Regions from separate parts of the Sus scrofa genome. Here region 1 is linked to region 2. A link is a contact called in public HiChIP or PLAC-seq data. All regions are on one chromosome and are shown on one strand. Each heading gives the region's core, a stretch centred on a gene start, on an enhancer-like site or on the middle of the called end of the contact. The rest is flanking DNA. Distances are from core to core; before and after follow the strand shown.

Region 1 (4,916 bases), core at 1,195-3,694, 1.2 Mb after region 2:
AAGGATAAGCCCCTTATTGGAAATAACTGCTCCAATCATTTATTTTGCAAGTGCTAGGAGGCTGCCTTGAAATGGGATTGTCTCTGTGCAAAGGAGGCTCCTGTCATGCTCTCTGCTATCCATATTCTTCCTGGCACAGAGCCCAGCCTTGCATTTGCTGTGTTTTATTTGCAGAAATGTTACCTTGCCAGTTTTAGTGAAATCCTCTTAGATATATAAATTACGTCAATAAGATTTCACTTATATGTACATCTCAAATACCTCTAATTTTGGAGGTTACTTAATAGGAAGATCTTATTAATATGATTTACATGTTAATGCCCAAAGCAGTGAAGATAAGATTGGGGCTCATGGGTGACAACACCATTTACTAGTTCTTACCAAGACTAACTTTATTACTAGCATTTCCAACATTTTTCTTTTCTCGTTTTTTTGATGTGCAGTCACTTGTGTGCAGATTTTTCTTATATGCATATATGCTTAAATTGAATCATGGACCTGAACTGAGCATCCAAGCAGATTCTTACATCAAACTTCCAGGCCAGATTTGATTAGAAGGCCTAAAGCCTTGGGAAACAGCTCTAAGGGAATTGGATCCAAAGATGGGAAAGAGCCTATATTATTTTCCATTCACTTCTCAACAGAATTAGTTGTCTACACTGCTCAGAGGGAAGGAAGAAATGGATATATTTTAGTCACAGTCTGCCAGTTACTGTCTCCAAGACAAGCTACTGCAGTTGGTTTCCACTGGATTGGTGTCAAAGACTTGTCCAAGAGGCCAGACTCCAGCTAAGAGTTAGCAAGTCAGCAATCTTCCACACACACCCTCCACAGGGGTTGTTGTGGTAACAAGAAGAAATGTGAACTTGGCCAGTCTCAATATCCAGGTCCCTACTGACCATATGTCTAAGCAGCAAAATTCAAGGAAAATCAAGAAAAACATCCTCTTTCTCCCCCTTTTCCTTTCAAATGTACAAAACAGCTGTCAGTACACCTGTGAAACATTCTCTCTCCCTTAAAACTGTTGTTTAGAGTTCAAGAAGAGAGGCTTGTCTATTCCTTCAAAGTACCTGAAAAGCCAAAGCTTTTAAGATAATCAGAGTAAGAAGTTTTGCAATGCTAAGTATGCAATATATCACTTCCGAAAGCTCACTACGGTCCCATAGTTTTTAAGCCACATACTTTTAAAAGCTGAATCTCACCTTCCACAACCCTTAACAACATTCCTGAACTTACAAATAATAATTCATGCAAAGTTAAACATTTCTGTAGAAGAATTTAAAAAAAATAAAAAACTTTTCCCAAAAGGCAATGGAAGAAGGCATACGATTTACGCAAACAAAACAAAACTACACCAATTAGGTTTTCTTTTCTGAAACTCGAAAACTCTTTCCTATTATGCTTGCTAAATCCGGAAGAGCCTGTAGCTTTGACAGCTTGAACCACACCATCCCCTTCAGAGCCGCAGAGAACTTCAGATCTTGTCTGCCCCGCCCCCTCTGGCTACTGCGAGCCAGTGTACACCCAAGCTTCCTCATGATTGGATAAAGCTCTAGTCAATCTCCCAGGTTGTCCCATTGATTAGAGGATCGAATCGTCAATTACTCTCCGGTCCAGACATTTCTTTTCGGGTTAGGTTGACTGCTGAGGCCAGACGTCTTTTTACAGAACCGAGCACGTACAGGATTCCCCCCCCTCCCCTTTCTGGAACCGAGCAAGCACTTGGAGGAGAAAAAAAAATCTGTCAAGCTCAGCAATTTTTTTCAAATCTCAGGAAGAAAAAAAAAAGGAAACCCAGTCCCTAATGCACATAGCAAAATAAATAAATAAAAGCCATCCACAAAGCTACATCTTTAAAACAAAACCATCACAATAGACATTTACCCAGCAATCACGTCAGTGCATATGCAAGCTAGAGAAAATTTTAAGTCTTAGCCATTAACAAAACCATTCTACCATTATTGTTGTTTATAAAACGCATATCGTATAAACGCAAAATAGAAAGTTTAAGATGTACCACGTACCATTGCAATGTAAAAAGAGTACGTGAGAAACTTTAAAATGTTCAGACGAATTGCTTCATTTGTTGTCCCCCTTTTTTTTTTTTTTTGCATTAAAAAGATATCTTAATAAACTTGGAACCGTTGAAAACCCGGAAGAGATTTTTTTTTAAGCTGTTGGCCAATTGCAGGCTTCTTGGAGATTTTTTTTTTTTTTTTCTCCAAATCAGGAGGCTTCTGCAATTGCAATGCGCGCTCTCTGCCTCTCTCACTGTCTCTCCTCTTTTGAAAGCGATCCAACCCGGGCTGGCTGGTTCTCAGATTCTCTCTGGTTTTGCCTTGTGTGCTTTGGATTCTACGAGACTTTGCCGAAGTTGCAATCGGTTCGCAGTCCCTCTCTCCTCTCACTACCCGCTTGTTTATTTCCGCAATCGCTGCAATTTGCATAGTAACCACGCACGGGGCGCCGGGGCTGCCTGCAGAGGGGGCCCGGAGGGGGCAGGGAAAGGCCTTGCCCCCGCTCCCTCCCCCCGTCTCTCTCCCCGCCAGTCTCCTCCTCCCCCACGGCGTGTGGCCAATAGGAGCCCCGACATTCAGCGCAAGCTCGGGTCGGGACACCGTTTGGAAGAAAAGCCCCTGTGTTACTAGGCCCCGCTCACAGGACCGTGTTTTTGGCGCAGTAGGAGTTCCCCTGCTTGCGGACCTCGCAGCCGGTACTAGGGAGATGTGAGGCTATGATACCTTTGCCTGCGGTTGTGCGGGTTTTGCACGTTTTAATCAAGTCTGCACACCTGCTTTCTCGGTTTCTTTTTCCATAGCCTCTGGTGAGTTATTAGGTTAGTTCATGATGGTTAGTGAGAGATTTAACCTTTATTTGCACTGGTGTAGACCAAGAGTTAAAGATCCTCTTTGGATCATTAAATCAAGAGAGTGCAAAATGTCACCGAGAACTTGCAGTGAAATAAAGCTTCTACTCTAGCTTCAGAAAGGAAAAAGCATTGCCACTACTCTCTGCAGATGGCTGAACATAAAAATGGTTAGGTGGGCTCCCTCAAGAATAAAGCTGTTCCTTTAAAGCAGGAGATGCAGTGAAATTCGAATGTAATTGCAAGCGTTTAATTGGTCAATATCCTTACAAAACCTGGGTTCCACAAAATTTAATGCACTTCTCCACCTCCCATCCCCCCCAAAGGAGACCTGTTTCAACATTTAAAGGAGGTAGGGGGTTAAAACCCAGTTGCTGAAACATCAAATCCTTCATTTCACTGATTCGTCTTATATGATTAATCCAGACTCTTTAAGATCAGGTGATCAGGATATTTCAGTGTCAACCTTTTATGTGTTTGTTTTATGCAACAGACTAGGCATTGGTGCAGTGGTGGTGCAAGGGAAGTATCCCTTTAAATGGAAAGCATCACAACCAGGTATTGCCTTTTTTTTTTTTTTAATGTGTTTGCTTTGCATCAGTTAAGTAGCTTAGGACATTTTGCTGAATAACTGAGTGACTGGAAAATGTGTGCTTAAGCTCACTTGATAAAAATTATCCAGTAAGAAGTCAAGAGGAATAGGAAGCAACTTGGCGGTTGCCTGATTTTCTTAACTGTCCTTGGTGAAGTTACCTAATTAATTGATAACAGAACCTCGAGCAGTTAAATCAGAAGTTAGAGAATCCTCCTATTCTATTTTGAACCACATTTTTGGCTTTAGGCTTGCACTTTACAACCAGGTAACTGATGCAGCATTACTAGGAGGTACTATATTGTGACTGCCCTTGGTGTTAGGCAACATTTGCTGTTCTGGTCTGCCTCCGATAGATTCGGATATTGTCTGGCTCTAGAAACTCTGTGGCATTTTAATCCTGGCCTCCTCCACTGAACATACATTTCCACTTGGCATGGTATGATACTTTTGCCCTAGAAATACACTTGATGAAATGTAGTGGCTTAAGGAAAAAGGAAAAATAAATTTTTTAAGTAACCAAAAAAGTTCTAGGCCTAGTTCAGCTGGAGCTCGGCCGGCTGTGTGATCTTGAGATGGTTGCATAACACCTGTAACATAGGATATCTACCTAATGTGAGAATGGAGGTCTGTTTTGTCAAGAGCTAAGAGCCTTTGAAATGCACAAGAGGTATCAGCTTGTATTGCATTGCTCTGTAAATGCTATAGTCTGAGTAATCCCTAATGCGAAGCAAGCCAGGCCTTGTCAATTGGTGGTAACAGTGAGTTTTGTCTGCAATGTCTATAATTCATTAACTTAATCTAATATGGTAGTTTAGCACCATTTCCAAAGAGACCTTTCACATCTCCATCTAGTCAACAACAACATGGCTTTGGAATCCCATTTAGGTGTTAATGTTGGTCCTACAATGTGACTCCAACAGATGAATTAAACTCTGTTACTTTAGATTCCTCATCTGAAAAACGGGACATATCCAGAGAACATATATTTATTACATAGTACATTATGCATGGTCAATACACAGCTACAATAATAATACCATTTCTGTTTAATATGTACCATGTTCTAGGTACACTGAATGTGCCAAGAGCTGGGATATACAGAATAAGATACTATCCCTGCCTCCAAGAAGCTTTCAGTTCAATGACAGAGACCAGACACGAAGGTAAATAAGAATATAATGTGATAATCGCTAAGTCCAACTTAGATATACATAAAGGGCAATAGGATACAGATGACAGAATGACTAATTTTGCACAGATGTGCAGACAAAAAGTTAAAAAAAGAGGAAATGACCTTTGTGTTAGGCCAAAAGTGTGCATTTGTCAGGTAGAAAATCAAGAGGCAGGGCGCTCCTGTCCAGGAAAGCAAAGTGACATCTGTATGTGCAACAGGCCAGAAAATGGGGACAGGTTCAGGTGTGGCTCTTGTTCTAGCTAGTGTTAGCTGTGTTACCA
Region 2 (4,942 bases), core at 938-3,437:
GCTACTGATTTTCCAAACTTAAACTCCAGAATTTTTTAAAATTCTGCTTTAAGTAGGGAAAAAAGGATAGTTTGCATTATGCAAACTTTCTTCCCTGTCTTAAAATAAAACTTTCTGATTAAAAAAATGTATCTGTGGTAGTTATTTTAAACTTCAATCCTGTTTTTTTATTAGGCTATCTAGGGGGAAATTATCTGCCTGGAGTATTACCAGAAAATCACTTAAGAGTCCAAAAGCTCAGCAAGGACTTTACAAATAAATAGGCAGAGTAACAATACGAACTAAATTCCATCCTTATTTAACATTTCACTGGGCTGCCTCGGATCTAGGACCTCATAACACTGAACTCGGCAGTGAAGCCAACTTTTTGAGACACCTCAGGAATAAATGGAAAGCCGACCAATTTCCACAGACCCACTCCAACTCAATTTACTCTCCAGACTACCTAGTGCTACTGAAGAAACGCTATCACGAATGATAAACCAGCCTGCACTAAGGTGTCAGGGATCTCTTAAGCATCAATGATTCCCGCAAAAGGGTTTTCTTGGGAGCCAATCTGATTTCTCTAAAAGACAAAGTAACCCGACTTACATATAAACATAAGAAAAAAATGGCCAGGCAGCTAAAATAACTACCAATCCTAATCAATAAACCAATCCTCCAGGCTCCTTCAAGCAGTGATTTAACATGACCTAGTTAATCTAACATTTGACCAGGTGCCGTGCCTTATGCTGCACCATTTCTTGCTCCCGCCTGTCCTTATCACTGGGGTTTGCTACAACAAAAATGTTTCTCCCGTAATCTAAATCCGGTTTCGCAGAACCCACGATAAATCGAACATTGCATGTTACTGAACAAGTGACAGTGTGAACACTAAGTCCTATTCGTCTTAAGCGGCCTCCTTCACAAGGTGGTACGACTTAATTGCAACTTTCCACGAAAAACGTAACATAAGGAGAACATTCCCAACAAAGGTTTAAGACACGTGGCATTCTAAATACTTGTTAAAAAAAAAAGAAGTAAAAGTTTAAACTGCGCGGTAAAATGCAGCAATCCCGACCCAGGACAACGCGAGCGAAAACATTCCTTGGCGCTACCCCGCACTCTCTAGGAACGGAAAGGAAAGCGAAAAGACGGGATGGGGTCTGTGCCCGTGCCCGTGAGGACGCCACGGGCCCGGCGGGAGGCGTCTTGAAGCAGGACCGCAGCTCCGGGACCCTCGCCCGCGGAGCTGGCCTATTTACGCCCGGCCCGCACCTGCCTTGAGTCCCCGGCGGCGGCAGGAGGGCGCCCCGCCCGCTGCACGGAGCTCGGCGGCGGCGCTGCACCCACGAAGCCGAGGTCCTCCCCGCGGCCCCCTCGGGCGCCGGCCCCACCTCCACAGGCCCTCCTTACCTGGTCATGGCCCAAAGCGAGGTCCGCGGCGGTGACGCCGACAAGTCCAACCAGGCCGAGCGTGGGTGCCACAGGTGAGCCCCTGCCCCGAGCCCGCGGGGGCCCCCCGACCCAAGGAAAAGCTGGTCGGATCGCCCTCCCCGCGGGGGAGTGACCATTCGCTCTGAAGAGCGGGAACCCGGGCTGCCGCTCGGTCCTGCCCGGCGCCCGCACCAACTACATCCCCGGAGCGGCGCCCGCCCGCGCCCGCCCCCGCCCCGGGACGGCAAGGAGCGCCAGAAGCAGCTCCGCTCGCCCGGCGTCCTAACCGCTAGGGTCTTCCTCACTCCACCACCGACGGGAACTTGGCGCGTTTTCCTCAGTCTCAGGACCCCCGTGTTTTAGCCTCCGCCCGCGCCAGCGCTGCGATTGGAAGTGGTGTCCTGCGAAAGTGCCGGTTCTAGTCTCCACGCGGTGGAGACGCGAAAGGCCAGAGCCGCCTCGAGACCGCCACTCGCCCCTTGGCCCGCACGGGCTCCGGAACCAGCTGGAACGGTAGTTGCCTCAAGCTCGTAACGGGTTCTGCAGTTTCAAACAGCGCAGGCAGCGTCACGGGCAGCTCGCGCGGGTCCTCGCTGAGGGCGCGCGCTTAGGAGCGAGAGGCCTGGCTGGCGGGCTCCAGCCTCACACCCTTTTTTTTTTTTTTTTTTTTAACCATTCGTGCGCGAGAGTTGAGGGGAAAGCGTACGGGTCGGGAAACAGGACAGAGAGGTGGGATGGACTCCCTGCTCGGGAAGGAGCCGCCAGGTGCTCAAATCCACCAATCCGTAATGAACAATCCCCCGTGCCGCCTAAGAGGAGCCAATCAAAAGTACCTAGACAAAAGCGAACTGGGTGGGCGGGGAAAGGCAGTCCACCCAATACAAAAAAAAGACAGGAGGGCTTCAGCCAATCATTGTTGGCCATAGAGAGTGTTCTTCAGACGCCGTTCTCCTCCCGCTCTCATTGGCGCTCGAGTGCGCGCTTTCGCTGCCGACTGTTAAATCTTGGTCTGCGTTTTGTGAATCCCAGAAGGTGGGACGCCAGCGAGGGTGCGGTTTCCGGAGAGGGGCCCTCACAATAAGTCCCGCCTCCGTTTCATGCGTACACACTCGGGCGGGGTTACTCGGGAGATTAGTTTCGGAAAATGGCTGACCGCCTCGCTTGCTGCTGTGCGCCCGAATCGCAGCCCCAGCCCCCGGGCCATCCAGTAAAATAATTGCCGCCATGAAAAATAGTAAATTCTCAACCGAACGGTGCAGAGCCGAGGCTCCTTCCTCAGCCCTTCCACGCGTTATTTTCTCCTCTTTACCCTTTCCCCTCCCCACCGACGTCTCTTGTTGTCTCCGGACGACGAGGAGACTAAAGAGCATTCTTAACGCCCGGCTCTGGCTGGGGGAGCTTCGAGGGGTTCTTGCGCGAGGCCTTACTAATGGGCTCAAAACACGGCAAGGCAGGCCTTTCCATAGCTTCTGCTTCCGTCCCTGTTTGTATGCCTACCTCGGAGGCGAGGTGATCTCACAAAGCAAGTGGAAAACAGGATAAGTTCAGTGCAAATTCATTTAACTAAGCCTGTTTTTAGGTGCTTGATGTGCCAGGCACTTTTCCAGGCGCCAGGGATACGGCGCGAATGAACATTAACTGCTCCAAAGGGGCTTTCCCTTCTAGGCAGGGTAAATGCAAAGCTAAAATGAGATAAAATAATATGAGTGATAGGAGAGGAAATAAGGAGGGTGCTGTTCTAGGTACCACAGTCAGACATTTGAGTAGAAAACTAAATGAAGACACAGCCAGCCTTGGCCGAATCTGAGGGAGGAATGGTCCCAGCAAGGAGAAAGGTAAGTTATAAAAGTCTTCAGGCACTTGGCGTTCTGGAAAGAAGGCAGGGAGGCCAAGGAGCTTAGAGCGCAGTGAACTTAAGTGCGGAAGATTGTGGGACGTGAGATCGGCGACACTGGGCAGGGCTCTGGTTAGGTAAGGAGACGGGAATCACTTGACGGTTTGAAGCTGGGGAGTGGCGTGATCGGTTAAGTGACTGCTCGTGGTGGACAGACTGCTGACCTTCAAAACTGCAAGCTGGAAGGTCACCTAGGAGGCTATTTCTGCTGCCCAGGGAAAAAATTATGGGGGCTTGGGATAAGGTAGTAGCAGTGGAAATGTTGAGAACTGATAGAAGCCAATAGGATCTGCTGATGGATAAGAAAAAGACAAAAAAAGAAAAAGGAATTTTTTTTTTTTTTAAACCAAAGCAACTGAATAGAGGTTGGTCCTTGCTAAAATGGAGAATATTGAAGTAATAGTGGGTTTAGTGGGAGGGGGCACTGTTCTTAGTAACACTGAGATGCCTGTTTCGCATGGAAGTAGAGATATTGAGCCAACAGAGTAGGAGCTCGGTAGAGAATTCCTATCAGAAGATATAAAATTGGGAGTCCCCAAATGGTATTTAAATCCACAAGATTTTAAGAAATCACCTAGAATGATTTTTATTCTAAAAAAGTCTGCAGGGCATTGATGACCTCTACTCTTGCCAAGCAGGAATTCTAAACACAGAAAACTTCCCCTTAATCTACCCATTTTAGACCAATATCCATCCCAAATACTCATTTTAAGAGAGACTTACAAGCTCCTGATGACAGGAAATTTAAAAATCAAAATGGAGGAACTGTGGTCCAAGCAACCAAATGGAGCCAGGTGGCCATTGTGGATATGGTTTGTTCCTGCATCATTGAGAAGCTGAATTTTCTGAACTGTATCAAACTCAAGGACAACAAGCCATTTTCAAAACAATATCTGCCAGCAGCTGCCAGTTGCTACCTTAAGGTCGCAAGGCCTCCCCTTGTAATTTTGGAACCTTTTCAGACCGCAGTGAATCCTTGCTTAATAAGCAGCCTTCTTACCAGCACCAATTTTTTTTTTTTTAGGGCGCACCCATGGTATATGAAGTTCCCAGGCTAGGGGTCTAATTGGAGCTGTAGCCACCAGCCTACACCACAGCAACAGCAATGCCAGATCCAAGCCCAAAGCCTGTGACCTACACTAAGGCTCATGCCAACACTGGATCCTTAACCCATTGATCGAGGCCAGGATTCAAACCCTCATCCTCATGGAACTAGTTGGGTTCATTACCGCTGAGCCACAATGGGAACTTCCAATAGTAATTCTTGACACACAGTTTATATAACTTTGCAGTTTTTGTCTATATAAGCCATTTTGTAATCCAGCAGAACACAATTCAAGTGGTTCTTGAATCTGTGTCTCCTGGGCTATAGTCCTCAGATTGGCTCAAATAAAACTCTCTTCTATTCTTTATTGTAGATGTTTATGGATTATTTGCATCAATACTCTTATCACTGATTTTATAAAAAGAGCACTATGACAGACACAGTGATCTCTAAACTGCCTAAAGAGAAAATAATGCTATTATTATTTGGTAAAAGAGGTTCACAACCAGGTTTTGGGGGAGGGGTTATTCTTGTTTTTATTGTTACCATACTTGCAAGGGATTGATAATTCCTATTTGAGAGGAAAA

Evidence for each region. HiChIP or PLAC-seq counts read pairs in DNA pulled down with a chosen protein or histone mark.
Region 1: an H3K27ac HiChIP or PLAC-seq map of alveolar macrophages shows a contact between it and region 2. The contact joins the promoter of NFIA here to the promoter of USP1 in region 2. A contact is called at or near these places in 1 of 5 promoter capture datasets (fetal liver) and 1 of 2 datasets of contacts at active chromatin or transcription factors (alveolar macrophages).

The regions. Positions count from the first base shown.
Region 1 is chr6:151,227,329-151,232,244 of Sscrofa11.1, forward strand. NFIA (nuclear factor 1 A-type) reads right to left here and starts at 2,445. Exons shown (of 11, transcript XM_021097780.1): 1 at 2,025-2,445. The coding sequence starts at 2,114.
Region 2 is chr6:149,983,759-149,988,700 of Sscrofa11.1, forward strand. It overlaps USP1 (ubiquitin carboxyl-terminal hydrolase 1), which reads right to left and starts at 2,188. Exons shown (of 9, transcript XM_021096553.1): 1 at 1,396-2,188.